2 separate regions of the Xenopus laevis genome follow, and region 2 is linked to region 1. Evidence: chromatin contacts called from public Hi-C data. All regions are on one chromosome and are shown on one strand. The core of a region is the stretch at or near the end of the contact, and the rest is flanking DNA. Distances in the headings are between cores, read along the strand shown. Region 1 has its middle 10 kb from the start of hes4.S. Region 2 has its middle 61 kb from the start of plekhn1.S.

Region 1 (5,819 bases), core at 1,954-4,453:
CTCTGGGACAATAGATATAGGAGGATCCCACCCCACCAGGCTATCCAGGAAAGATCCTTCTGCTAAATGAGGGATATAAACTTACTAATGATACCGCTATTGGACGTGTGAAGCTATTCAGCAGCCCTGGGTCCAAATATTAATCCATAATATTCCAGGTTTTGCTTGCCCTATAAGGAGAGGCATAGTGAGAGAGGCAGAGTATGGGTTAAGCTTATTTATATGCAAGGTACAGCTGTATTAGCTTCTTGGTTCTGTTTGGCCCAGGCCTTTTAAAGGCATTGCTTTAAAATGCTGAACATTGCTTTCCCACACTATTGAATACAGTAGAATGAAGCTGGTCAGGCCACCATACTGCACAAATCTTATTGATCATAGTGTCCATGCCAGCTGATATCCATGAGTATTGAAAACAGGATACTGCTCCTGGGATATGGTGCCATGACAACATGTTTTTATTGGAGCCTGGTGTCCCTTGCACTGGTTTAAACTTAGTGACGCTATAGTACAGTAAGCTCCCAAGAAGTAATCTACTGAGCTAGGGTAGCACAAGAGATATCTGGGACCAATGAACACATCACGTTGCTGTGCTCTGGTGAAAAGCACCCGGGTCTGTGAAAATAACTGGAATGTTGAAGTAAAGAGGCGCCCACCCAAGACTTCTGAATCCAGCAGACCAACAACATGCTCTTTTCACCATGATCCAGATTTCTGACACAGGAAGCTAATGAAATGTATTTGGTCCCCCTTAAATTCAATGTATGATAGCAAATACATGAATGACTGACCCAAAAATCTATAGCATTTATATCTCATAGCTCATAGTATCACTGGGACTGCTCCAGACAAACTAAATAGGAATCAAACTGAAAGTTTATGTTGTTTATTCCTCCTGGCACTGAGAGTACTCTGTAGAATTAAATAGATGTTTAATATTGGGTCCTGGCATTTTAAATACTCAGAGGCCCACACAGCCCCACCCACAATCAGCCCAATATTAAGTCATGGTCTATGGCAGGGTCCCCAACCTTTTTTATACCCATGAGCCACATTCAAATGTAAAACTAAGTTGGGGAGCAACACAAGCTTGCAAAAAGTTCCTGGGGGTGCCAAATATGGGCTGTCATTGGCTATTGGTAGCCCTTATGAGGACTTGCAGCTTACAGGAAGCTCTATTTGGCAATACACAAGGTTTTTATGTTACTAAAACTTGCCTTCAAGCCAGGGATTCAAAAAACAAGCACGTGTTTTGAGGCCATTGGGAGCAACATCCAAGGGGTTGGAGAGCAACATGTTGCTCATGAGCCACTGGTTGGGGATCACTTGTCCATGGCATTCCTTCTGGGTTAGGGCAGTACTGTCACTCTGGGGTTGTGGCCCCCAAATGGTAGCTATTCTCTCCTCCCTCCAGAAAGCTTTAGCTTGATTCCTTCCATAGAATCTTTATTTTGCATTCTTTGCTGCAGTCACAGTGATCCTACCAATAAGCTATGAGACATAAACCCTAATCCAAGCCCAAGTGCAATATGCAAAGTGCAATTTTGGACACAAGTTGCCATGTACCCAACCCCATACCCACAATGCAGTGTTTTATTCCCATAATTCCAGCATAATTGTGGTCATGAGAGGCATTTGCACCTGACGCAATCGCATCAGATGTGTCACAACACACACACAATTCCACCGAAAAGTTGTGGAGTCGGGAGTTTATCATTTCTGGCGCTTGGAGTTGAAATGACGTCTGATTCTTTAGAAGGACACAAATACCTTTATTGAATGGTTTCAACTTGATTGACCTGTGGTGCTTAGTGCCCTTCTGGAGGGGCCAACGAGTGATGAGAGGTCCTCCCCTTCATGGGCATAGGTAGCTGCACCCTCCAAACTTGTGGCCACTGCATGTGCAGCTGAAAAATTCCCCCATCTTGCCACCTGCAATATACATATTGTGGATCCAGCAGGCCCAGGTGCAAACTCATCCCACTCCCACTCCCAGTAGTTGCACCACTGCTCCCCTTAATATAATGAATTCCCCTGTGAGCCAGAGTCATAAACTTATGTGAATGTAACACTGTTTCTAAAAGCAATTATGAGTTTGAAAGCATTCATCAAATTAAATGTTGCATGCATAATATACCACATACATCAAATTGCCCAGGCACATTTATAACATGCCACAGAAAGAGCTTAAAATTAAAGGCGATAATCAATCAATGAAAGCATCTTGCAAATGACTTTAATGTTATATCTGCTGCACAATGTACAGTTTAGATAGGTAATTGAATCAACACATGATCATTTGCTCAATTACAGAATCATACCTCCTAACTATCCCATTTTCTGCAGGACAGTCACGATTTGGACAGCTCAACGTGCAGTTACTGTTATGTCCCGAGTTTCTCTTTGATCTCCTGCACTGATGCCAGAAAAAGGATACAAAGTTCAAATAAGAGGCTTTTTGGCAGAGAGCCCAGAACACTGAGCAGCTGCACTTTGATACATTTGTAAAAATTAAAGTTCAGAAAAGAAAGGATTGTAACAATTTACGATAAGCAGGTCTCTTTGGGAAAATGAGATTCACAGCTTAAAGGGCAATTTCAGCTTCATTAGCAAAACTGTTATTACACATAAAACATGGCCCTAAAACTCTCAGAAATGTGTTCAAATTTTCATAACCTGCCAAATATTGTCAAATGGACATGGTAACAAGGGGGCCTATGCCATAAAATGATTGTGGCCAAAAAAAAATTGAGCCTAATATTTTTGTCCCTATTTATATTTTTCAAATTTTGGGAAGCATGTTTTTGAGAGAGAGAGATGTAAGATGAAAGGGCAGAGATATTCAGGCAGAGAGGGGACCGGAGCAATGTGGATTGGGCACAGGCAATTTACAAAACTATTGTATCTTCTGCGCTTCCCCAGTGTTTTTGAACCAATGTGGGTGTGGTTGGGCAGCATGCCACCCCCTAAAATCCTGCCGTTCCACAAATCTGGGCCTGAGCACCTCATCCGCCGGCTTGCCTAGGGCGCTCATGCAGTGCGGCCCGGCCCTGGATAGATAAGTAAATCAATATCTCATTCTATGCAGAAGCAGCCTGAGCCACTTTCTTGCTATACATTAAAAAACCCACAGGGTGGCACCAGAGTCACGGAAATGTTCACCATTGAACACGAGCGTCATGAACACAATTGCAATATTCTTATTCTCACCAGAGTGTAAAATGTATTTACAAAACCCATGGGGGGATCCTGGCCCCTCCGCCGCCCGAGGCGGCTCCCCCTCCCCCGTGCGCTTATCTTGTTGCGCCTGTGGGGGTCCACGAGGGCAGCAGAGAGGGCCAGTGAACTAGTACAGAGAGCCTGTCTGCGCTCTCTGCCCTAGAAGAGCCGAATTTCCAGTTTGAAAACCGGAAATTCGGCTCTTAAAGTACCAGGAGTGGCATTTTTGCCGCTCCTGGTACCTAGTGGGGCGCTGCCGCCTGACCGTCTCAAGTCGCCTCATTGGCGAATCGCCCCTGCAAAACCCTCATTCTTATAAAGGGGGGGTATAGCCCCAAAACAGATTTTGAAAATAATCATAATAACCACATAAAGACATTCACACAGCATGTCTTCCAATATGCCAGACCACATATTCTTTTTCACCTGAATCCTTAGTGTACAGCAAAAGCAAATCCAAACCCTAAAAGTGACATGATTTTAAAGCACAGAGCAGATGAAAGTGACAATGTTTCCATGTGATTCATTTTTTTAAGAAATTGTGGCTCACATTTGAATTTGCAAAAAAAGCTTCTGGTTGCACTCAAATCACCTGTGAGATTGGTCTTTGTCCAAGTAAAAAATTCTGATAATAGATTCATTAAATCCATAAAAACTGTAACTTGTGCCAGGGCCACTTTAAGGTACCAATGGGCCCAGGGCAAAGATCTCATTGGTGAGCTGCCATAACAATACATTTGTGATAGTACTTCCTTTAGGTATGCACAGTAAATAAATCTCCACTAAAGATATTTTTATTTTATGAAAAATATTCCTTTAAAAATAAAATATATCAACTGATATCAAAGGTCTGCCATTTCAGTCAAAGTTATAATAGATGAGAGATCTAATGTTGGGCCTCATGTTCCAGCTGCCCCTGGGGAAATGCCCCTCTTGTTAAAATGGACTGACTGGCACTTTAATATGTTCAATGTATTTCTGTTGGGGTTGTGCACTATTCTGTTTAAAATGTCTGATACTTCAGACACAAAGTGCCAGATTCAATTCAGTGAGAAAAAGTTGTCTCATGTTATATTACCTTAAAACTCATGGACGAAATTCAATTCAAGAAGTTTTATTTTTTGCCATAGACTTCAAAAAAGTTTTAACGTAATATATCATGAGATAAGTCTTTCTGAATTGAATTGAATCTCAAATTGGATCTCGTCCATGAGTTTTCACATGATAAACCTTTTTCTCACTCAATTGAATCTGGCTTAAAGTATGAAACATAACTTAACAGGCTGGCATTTCATAAAATAAAAAGGACAATAATAACCCTTGTAATGTAATAATTTCCCCACTCTGCATGTTATATAATATCCAGCATTATAGCTAAGATGGCTGATAACTACAATTCAATAAAAGGGCAATTATGAGTGGTGTAACTAGATTAACTGTGTCCCACAGCAAAATCATTCTACGGCTCTCTTGGGAATAAGACATTTATCATAAATATATGCTGAAACTACTAATCTGTGCTCCCACTGGGACCCTTTTACTCTAGGGCCCCCCAACAGCTGCAGGGTTGACTTTTTCTGAAATTGTATTCATAATAATAATAATAAAAATTATAAAGATACATGCTAAATGTTATCCATACATAATAAACACCTATATTTAATATTTACATCCGCATGGAAGTTTTTCTTAATGTACTTTAAGTTTTATTGCATTCCAATGGGTTAACAAGGCAACACATGGGTCAGCTGATTTCACACATCTCCAGTAGGTCTGTTCAAATTGGGCCTGACATCAGGGTTGAATGCAATAAAAGGGGACATGCACTAAGAATCGTAGTTGCGCTGGCGTTTGCTTCGCCGCAAATTCACTAAAATCCGAAGTTGCGCTCAGGGGTAGCGTAAGGTTGCGAAGTTGCGCTAGCGTTGATTCGCTAAGCAAAGCGAAGTTACGCTAGCGATGGTTAATTTGCATGCGGCACCAAATTCAAATTTCAATGGAAGTATTCGTAGCAGCACTACACAAGCCTGGGAAACCTTCAAAACGTAAAATAAAATTTTTATTTTGCCCTACACATGTGCCCACTGTATAGTTAAGTTGCCATGAGTTAGGAAATGTAGGGGGGACGGAGGGGAGCCCCAAAAAATTTTTCGATCTTTTTCAGCCTATCACCCATAATATAGAAAACACGCCAGCATTTTGTGGGACTTAGAAAAAATGTTAACTTTTTTTGAAGCAATCCCTATCTACTCTATTGCGCTTCACCTGGTCTGAGGTGGCGAAGGAAGTCTAGCGTAAAAGGTAGCGTTCAGAACAATGCGCGCATTAGTGAATTTGCGTAGTTACGTCCGTTGCGCAAATTCGCCAGGCTTAAGGGTGCGAAGTAACACTAGCGGTTACGCCAGCGTCCGTTAGTGAATTTGCGAAGTAACGAAAATGCCCAATGCTAGCGAATTCACGCTAGCGTTAGGCGCTTCGGCGCTTAGTGAATTTGCCCCAAAGAATTTTCCTCTATTTCTGAAATGGCCCTTTCCTAGAAACCAGAGACCATATTTATATTCTCTGGCTGGCCTCAAGAGGGCAGCATCATTCTACATGACATT
Region 2 (5,819 bases), core at 1,550-4,049, 170 kb after region 1:
CACCTTTTTGCCCACCTGGCTGACAATCAAATTCTGATGGGGTTTTCAAAGGGATTTTGGGGGGGCTTTGAACCTTGAGATTAAGGTAATCCGTCTTTACTGACTGCACTGACCCTGGTTGGCTAGGATTTCTCATGCTTCCCAGAAGTGTCTGGCTTTATTTTGTTTCCCACTTGTGCAGGTGGGGGTATGTGAGGAAGTGGAGAGTTCCAGGCTGCTGCCTGCGTAATCCTTGGAACACGACCCAACTCCCCCTCTCCCAGTACCTGCCTCCTGGGAAGATGGTGGGGGAGAGCAAATTGGTGGGTGGTCAGAGCACAGAGTGGGAACAGCTTTTCTCCAGTACAACAGCAACATGTGCTCAGCGGCTGTCACTGGCCTGGGAAAGGGGCGAAGTTGTGATATGTGGAGGATTTAGAAGCTAAACCCGCTTGCGTTGGGAAAGCTAAGAGAAAATTGCTTGCAGCAATTTATTATATTTGCTTTTTTTTTTTTTATATAAAGTACTGTAAGACTTTCTGACTTATAGTCCTGTTTTTGTTATACTACAATAATTAGCATGTCTAAATAGCCATTTGTTGTTGGCAGCTCTCGAGTTTTCCTTCGACCAGTAATGTAACTACAGGGCACAGCCTGGGTGCAGCCCCCCCCCCATCCGGAAAAGATCTTTTTGGTGGATTTGCGTGAACCTCCGGGTGGCCTGGGGGGGGTGTGGGCTTTGGTGCGATCTCACCCTCGATAGTTCCGCCACTGCCTTCAACAACTGTACATCTGCAGTTTGACAACATTGATATAAGCTGTGAGCATTTTCCAAAAGTACTGAAAATGTGAGCACTGTCCAAGAGTACTGAACCAAAAGATACCTGGGAAAGGATCTCTTATCCAGAAACCCAAGATCCAAAATCAGAACTATGGGAAGGCCATCTCCCATAGAGTAATTTTTGAGCAAATCATTTTAATGTTTTAATTTTATTTCTCTGTTATAATAAAATAGTACCTTGTACTCGATCCAAACTAAGATGAATTAATCCATAGTTGTGTCAACACAGTCCTGTTGGTATTATTTACCAATACAATAACATGTTAAATGACTTGTTTTTACACGGACACAAATTCACTAAAGCACTAAGTGGCTAACGCTAGCGCTAATTTGCCAGCGTGACGTAATTTCGTTACTTTGTCCATTTACTAACGGGTGCTGGCGTAAATTCGCTAGTGAAGTGGACCTACTCTAGTGCTACTTCGCACCCTTACGCCAGGCGAAGTTGTGCTATGGCAAAGGGACGTAACGACGCTAATTCACTAACTTGCGCATTTTCCTAAACGTTACCTCTTGCACCAGACTTGACTTCGCCACCTCAGACCAGGCAAAGTGCAATAGAGTAGATAACGCTGACGTCTTTTACTTTTTTAAGGGTGATAGGCTGAAAAAGATCGTAAATTTTTTTGGGGGTACCCTCCTTCCTCCCTATATTTTCTACCATATGGCACCTAAACTATACAATGGGCACATGTATAGGGCAAAATAACAACTCTATTTTATTATATGAAGCTTTCGCAGGCTCGTGTAGTGTAATTTATTTGCTGCTACATATACGTCCATTGTACTTTAACTTGGCGCCATATGCAAATTATGCATCGCTAGCGTAACTTCACTTTGCTTGACAAATTAACGCTAGCGCAACTTTGCTACCTTTTGCCTCCCTGAGCGCAACTTCTGATTTTAGTGAATTAGCGGCGCCCACTCGAAACTTCGCCTGGCGAAGTGCGGCGAAGTGCTGCGTAGGCGCATTTTAGCCACTTAGTGAATTTGCCCCAAGGTATGTTGATCTGCATCACATAAAACTCACAAGCATTCTGGATAATAGACTCCTTTCCCAGTCTCCTCATTGAGCCCTCAAGTCTCCAGGATCTGAGTGCAATGGCAACTTCTACTCAGTACGTAACTATAGAGGAAGGTCTGCTATGTAGAAATCCCCACCTCCTAGATGGACTACTACCTGAAAATTTGTGTGTCCGCATCAAACTAGCCACAGCTGTAGGTGCAAGAAAGCAGAGAGGTTGGGATCGCACAGGTGGCACAGTATAGTTAAACCAATGATTCTGTCAATTATAAAGTCACACATAGTGACTTCTCTGTGAGCGTTTTGTGCTGTTGGTGAAATGTCCATGGCCACTGCTTGCAGCTCCATTACTTCAATGGGAAATTCACGGAAGTCCAGGTGTGAGTACTTTTCCTCCAAATAATGTATTGGGCATTAAATACCAGTCAGGGTCCCACTTGCCCCCTGTCATGGTAAGCTCTGTGTGTGCTTTTCTGCCAGCTTTTTCTACTTTGGTGACTGTAGGAGTCGATCATGGGTGTTTCTTCACCAACCAAAAAACACAGGTGGAGACAACCCTACATGTGACATTAGCCTTATGCTCTTCCAGTAACTGAAGTTGAAAGGGGAAGAATTAAAGGTGCTGGATGCAGGTGTCCTTAGAACATGACCGTGAGGCTAGCCTCAGTAAAGACTTTCTCCACTTATGTGCACTGACTCAAAAGCAATATATTTTGTGTCATTACTCAAAGATATTATCTTATTTCACTGCTACAGGTTAGTAAATACACCAATGTATACAAATGTTAATTCTGTCATTATCTCAGGGGATGCACTAAATTCCACACTGCTCACAGATCTCTATTCATTGCTCAATTTACACACTAAACATCCACATCTTAAGAAGATAGTGTTGGCTGTATACATAGCAGCCCTTATTTCCACCTGCCAGAGGCCTAATCATCAGCAAAGGAAAGTAACGCTGCTTTGTTCCAAGCATTTGGTGGCCTGCTGCACTGGACTCCATGCCTGCTGCTTCTTTTATTTTGCTATTATGGCAGTCCCATCTAATGAATAAATGTAAACATGTAGATCTCTCTGTTCAGAATAAACTATTATTCTGTGAATATTATAGGGATACAGCGTGAAAAATCTTCCCCCTACACACACCTACACACTTGAGCATATTTTCCTCATTTTCGTCATCAGTTTTTCCTGATTTGATTGTAGGGAAGCTCAGACCTGACCAAACTTTAAAATTATGTTTCAATACTGTTTGTTCATTCCCTGTATGGCCACATTTGGAGTAGGCCAGGTGACTGCAGTGCAATATAGTAATTGGCCAGGTAGTGAGTAGTTTGTGTGGATAGTGTGCAGGACTCTAGGTTGTGTTTTCCAGTGCAGACAGTGGGCCCTGAGTGTCCACCTGATTCCATGTGGGAATCTATTGCCTCAAGTGACAAACCATCAGTGTTATGTGCTTATAAACACTTGTGCAATTGAGGTGTCGTGTCTGATGCCAATTACTTTGCAATCAGAGGCTAAAGATGAATTTTTAAGGAATGGTATATGTTGCCCATATAGGCAATGGTAATACATTTGCCAGCTGTAATAAGTTGATTAAATCAGGAAGAATATGAAATGATCTGAAGCCCGAAAATACTGGGGAAACTCATTCTCTCTGTACATATTTCTGCTTTATTACAATGCGGGACAGTTTCAAAAGAAAAATGTTTATTAGCAAATATTTTTTGCCTGTTAAAAATGACACTCATTTTAACATTAAACGTGCTGTAAAGCTTGTCATATATGCTCAGATTTGGTCAGGAAATCTGTTGGATTTTAGCCATACTGCTGGACTATATGGGCATGTTTGAAACATATCAGATAATCCTGCAATCCTGGTGAATAGAGGGATATTATTCCTGATAGCAAATTTCTGATGGTCAGCTGAAAGGAAGTGAAAAGGTGCCAGAACTCCTCTTTACTTCCTGCTGTTTCAATAATTTAGGCAGTTGGCCCAAACACATCCATACTTGCATGGCCCCTCATTCAATATCCATCTATATGGCCTGTGGGCTAATCAGTCAAAGTACCCGTTGGCATGGGTATGGCCACCTTAAGAGTCTCATTTTACTTAAGTTACAACTAGTAGCACAGGTGACTAAGTACCTATTTTTTGGGAACTAGTAGCAGTGATCCGGGGGTCCAAGGCCCACAGAGGCTGCCAAGGAACCATTTTTTTAAGTTGCAGAGGGCCCCCATTAGGGGGGAACAGAAGGGACAGTGGTTTCAACCTCTAAAAATGGCCCTGGAAGCCACCAAAATCATCCAAAGCTGAAGCCGTGGAAGAGAATGAAGAAGGTGCCGTTGCATAGGAGGAAGAAGACAGTCAGCATACTTTCAGGGTAAATTTCACTGAACACCGTTTTTTTTTTAACTTTAAAAAAAACACAATTTTTTTGTGGTTGGGGGGGACTGGCCACAATTTTGTTTTAACTTGTAGGGTGGCTCTGATCACCAATGATTTTTTTAACTTGTAGGAGGGCCTGACCAACAATTTATTTTTTTAACTTGGGGGGGTGAGGGGGGGCTGTCCACCAACGGGTGTTTAGAACTCATGTCTATGTGCTTTTTTACTGTGGTGTGGGGGTGCGCGGGGTCTGGGGCGGGGCCTGCAGTGGGGGTGAACAGGGTCCAGGAACTTTTGTCATACGGGGCCCCATAATTCCTGGCCCTGGTAGGTGACATAAAGGCATTTCATCTCATATTCATACATTCATCCAGCTTTATGCCAGGCTCTCTTGATGAAATAGAATAACTCTTTTAGTTTATAATAATTAAGCTATAAAATGCATTTAGGAAAAGTGGGGGCAGTGCCAGGTACATAGATGAGAAGGGTAAAGGCACACTCTTCCGTGGTTTTGTGTAGATAGCTTGTTTGCTTTTTCCAAAATGCTGGCATCATAGAACTTATCTTAAATGCTACATTTCCTTATAAGCAAACAAGCTTCAAGTTTGAAATATTTAGTGGACTATACTGTAATTCCCAGTCAATATGTGTGTCTAAAAAGGCCTGATGTAATTCAATTCATCAATATTAAATTTGGTTACAATAAAGTCACCCTAATATGTCAGGGCTAGGAGTGTCCACTCTTTAGATTGTTCTTTAGATTGGAGAGGTTTTACTACCACCTAGTGTCACTTACATAGTAGTGCAACAGTAATACAATTTAATTAAAAAATACTGAAACCAATACTATAAATATTATTTTTAAATGGCTCAATTATTAAGTTCCAATATCATGCAACTATTGAAGCTATATTTGGCATCTTATGTAAAAAAATACATATTAATTTGAGTGGCATGATGGGTCCCTGGGTAGCACTCTTAAATTGTTGCCTTCACTTGGGCAGGGATGGGTGTATAAGCTCTATAAAGCCCTCTGGAATAGGTTAGTGCTATTTAAAAGAAGGTTATTATAAAAAACACTTTTCTTAAAGAAAATGCCCCGCAGGCTAATCGCCTTCTAGTCAGTGAGACATCTGAACAAGGGTGGACAGCCAGGTTGGCAGTTATTTGGATCCTTGGCACTGATTGCAGAGCTGGCTATGTGCTTTTGGCTTTAAGCGTGTATGTTTCTGGTCATTGTCCAATACCAGGGGCCTGGACCAGAAGTGAAACAGACAAACAGTACGGATGCCAACCCTGCTGCACAGCTCTCCAACTGTTGCTATTGTGTAGAGAGGGAAAAAGGGTAGTTTTCAAGAATCACTTTGATGCAGTTAGGAATGGGACATGGGGGCTGTTTGGGGACCCTAATGTTTAAATAGTGATTTGGGAGGGTTAGTTCCCATTTAAGACACTCCTTTTCTATATCTGCAAAACTCTAAAGCACAAAACAAGCGCAAATGTATAGGGACTAGCATCAACTTTTAATTTGCACCGACTTTTTGTTGTACTTTGTGCAGTGCTACTACTACAACTACTATGAG

Evidence for each region. Hi-C and Micro-C count contacts between places; a contact is called where the count stands out from the background.
Region 2: a contact with region 1 is called in a Hi-C map of the XL177 cell line, with 4 times the contacts expected there. The contact joins two enhancer-like sites. A contact is called at or near these places in 3 of 4 Hi-C or Micro-C datasets (the XL177 cell line, the XTC cell line and animal cap).

What each region holds. Positions count from the first base shown.
Region 1 is chr7S:77,131,693-77,137,511 of Xenopus_laevis_v10.1, forward strand. No RefSeq gene overlaps it. Among protein-coding and RNA genes, the nearest start is that of hes4.S, 10 kb to the right of the region's middle. Within about 2 kb of position 3,204, at least 1 of the 7 cell types and tissues checked has an H3K27ac peak or open chromatin away from gene starts, as enhancers often do.
Region 2 is chr7S:77,304,207-77,310,025 of Xenopus_laevis_v10.1, forward strand. No RefSeq gene overlaps it. Among protein-coding and RNA genes, the nearest start is that of plekhn1.S, 61 kb to the right of the region's middle. Within about 2 kb of position 2,800, at least 1 of the 7 cell types and tissues checked has an H3K27ac peak or open chromatin away from gene starts, as enhancers often do.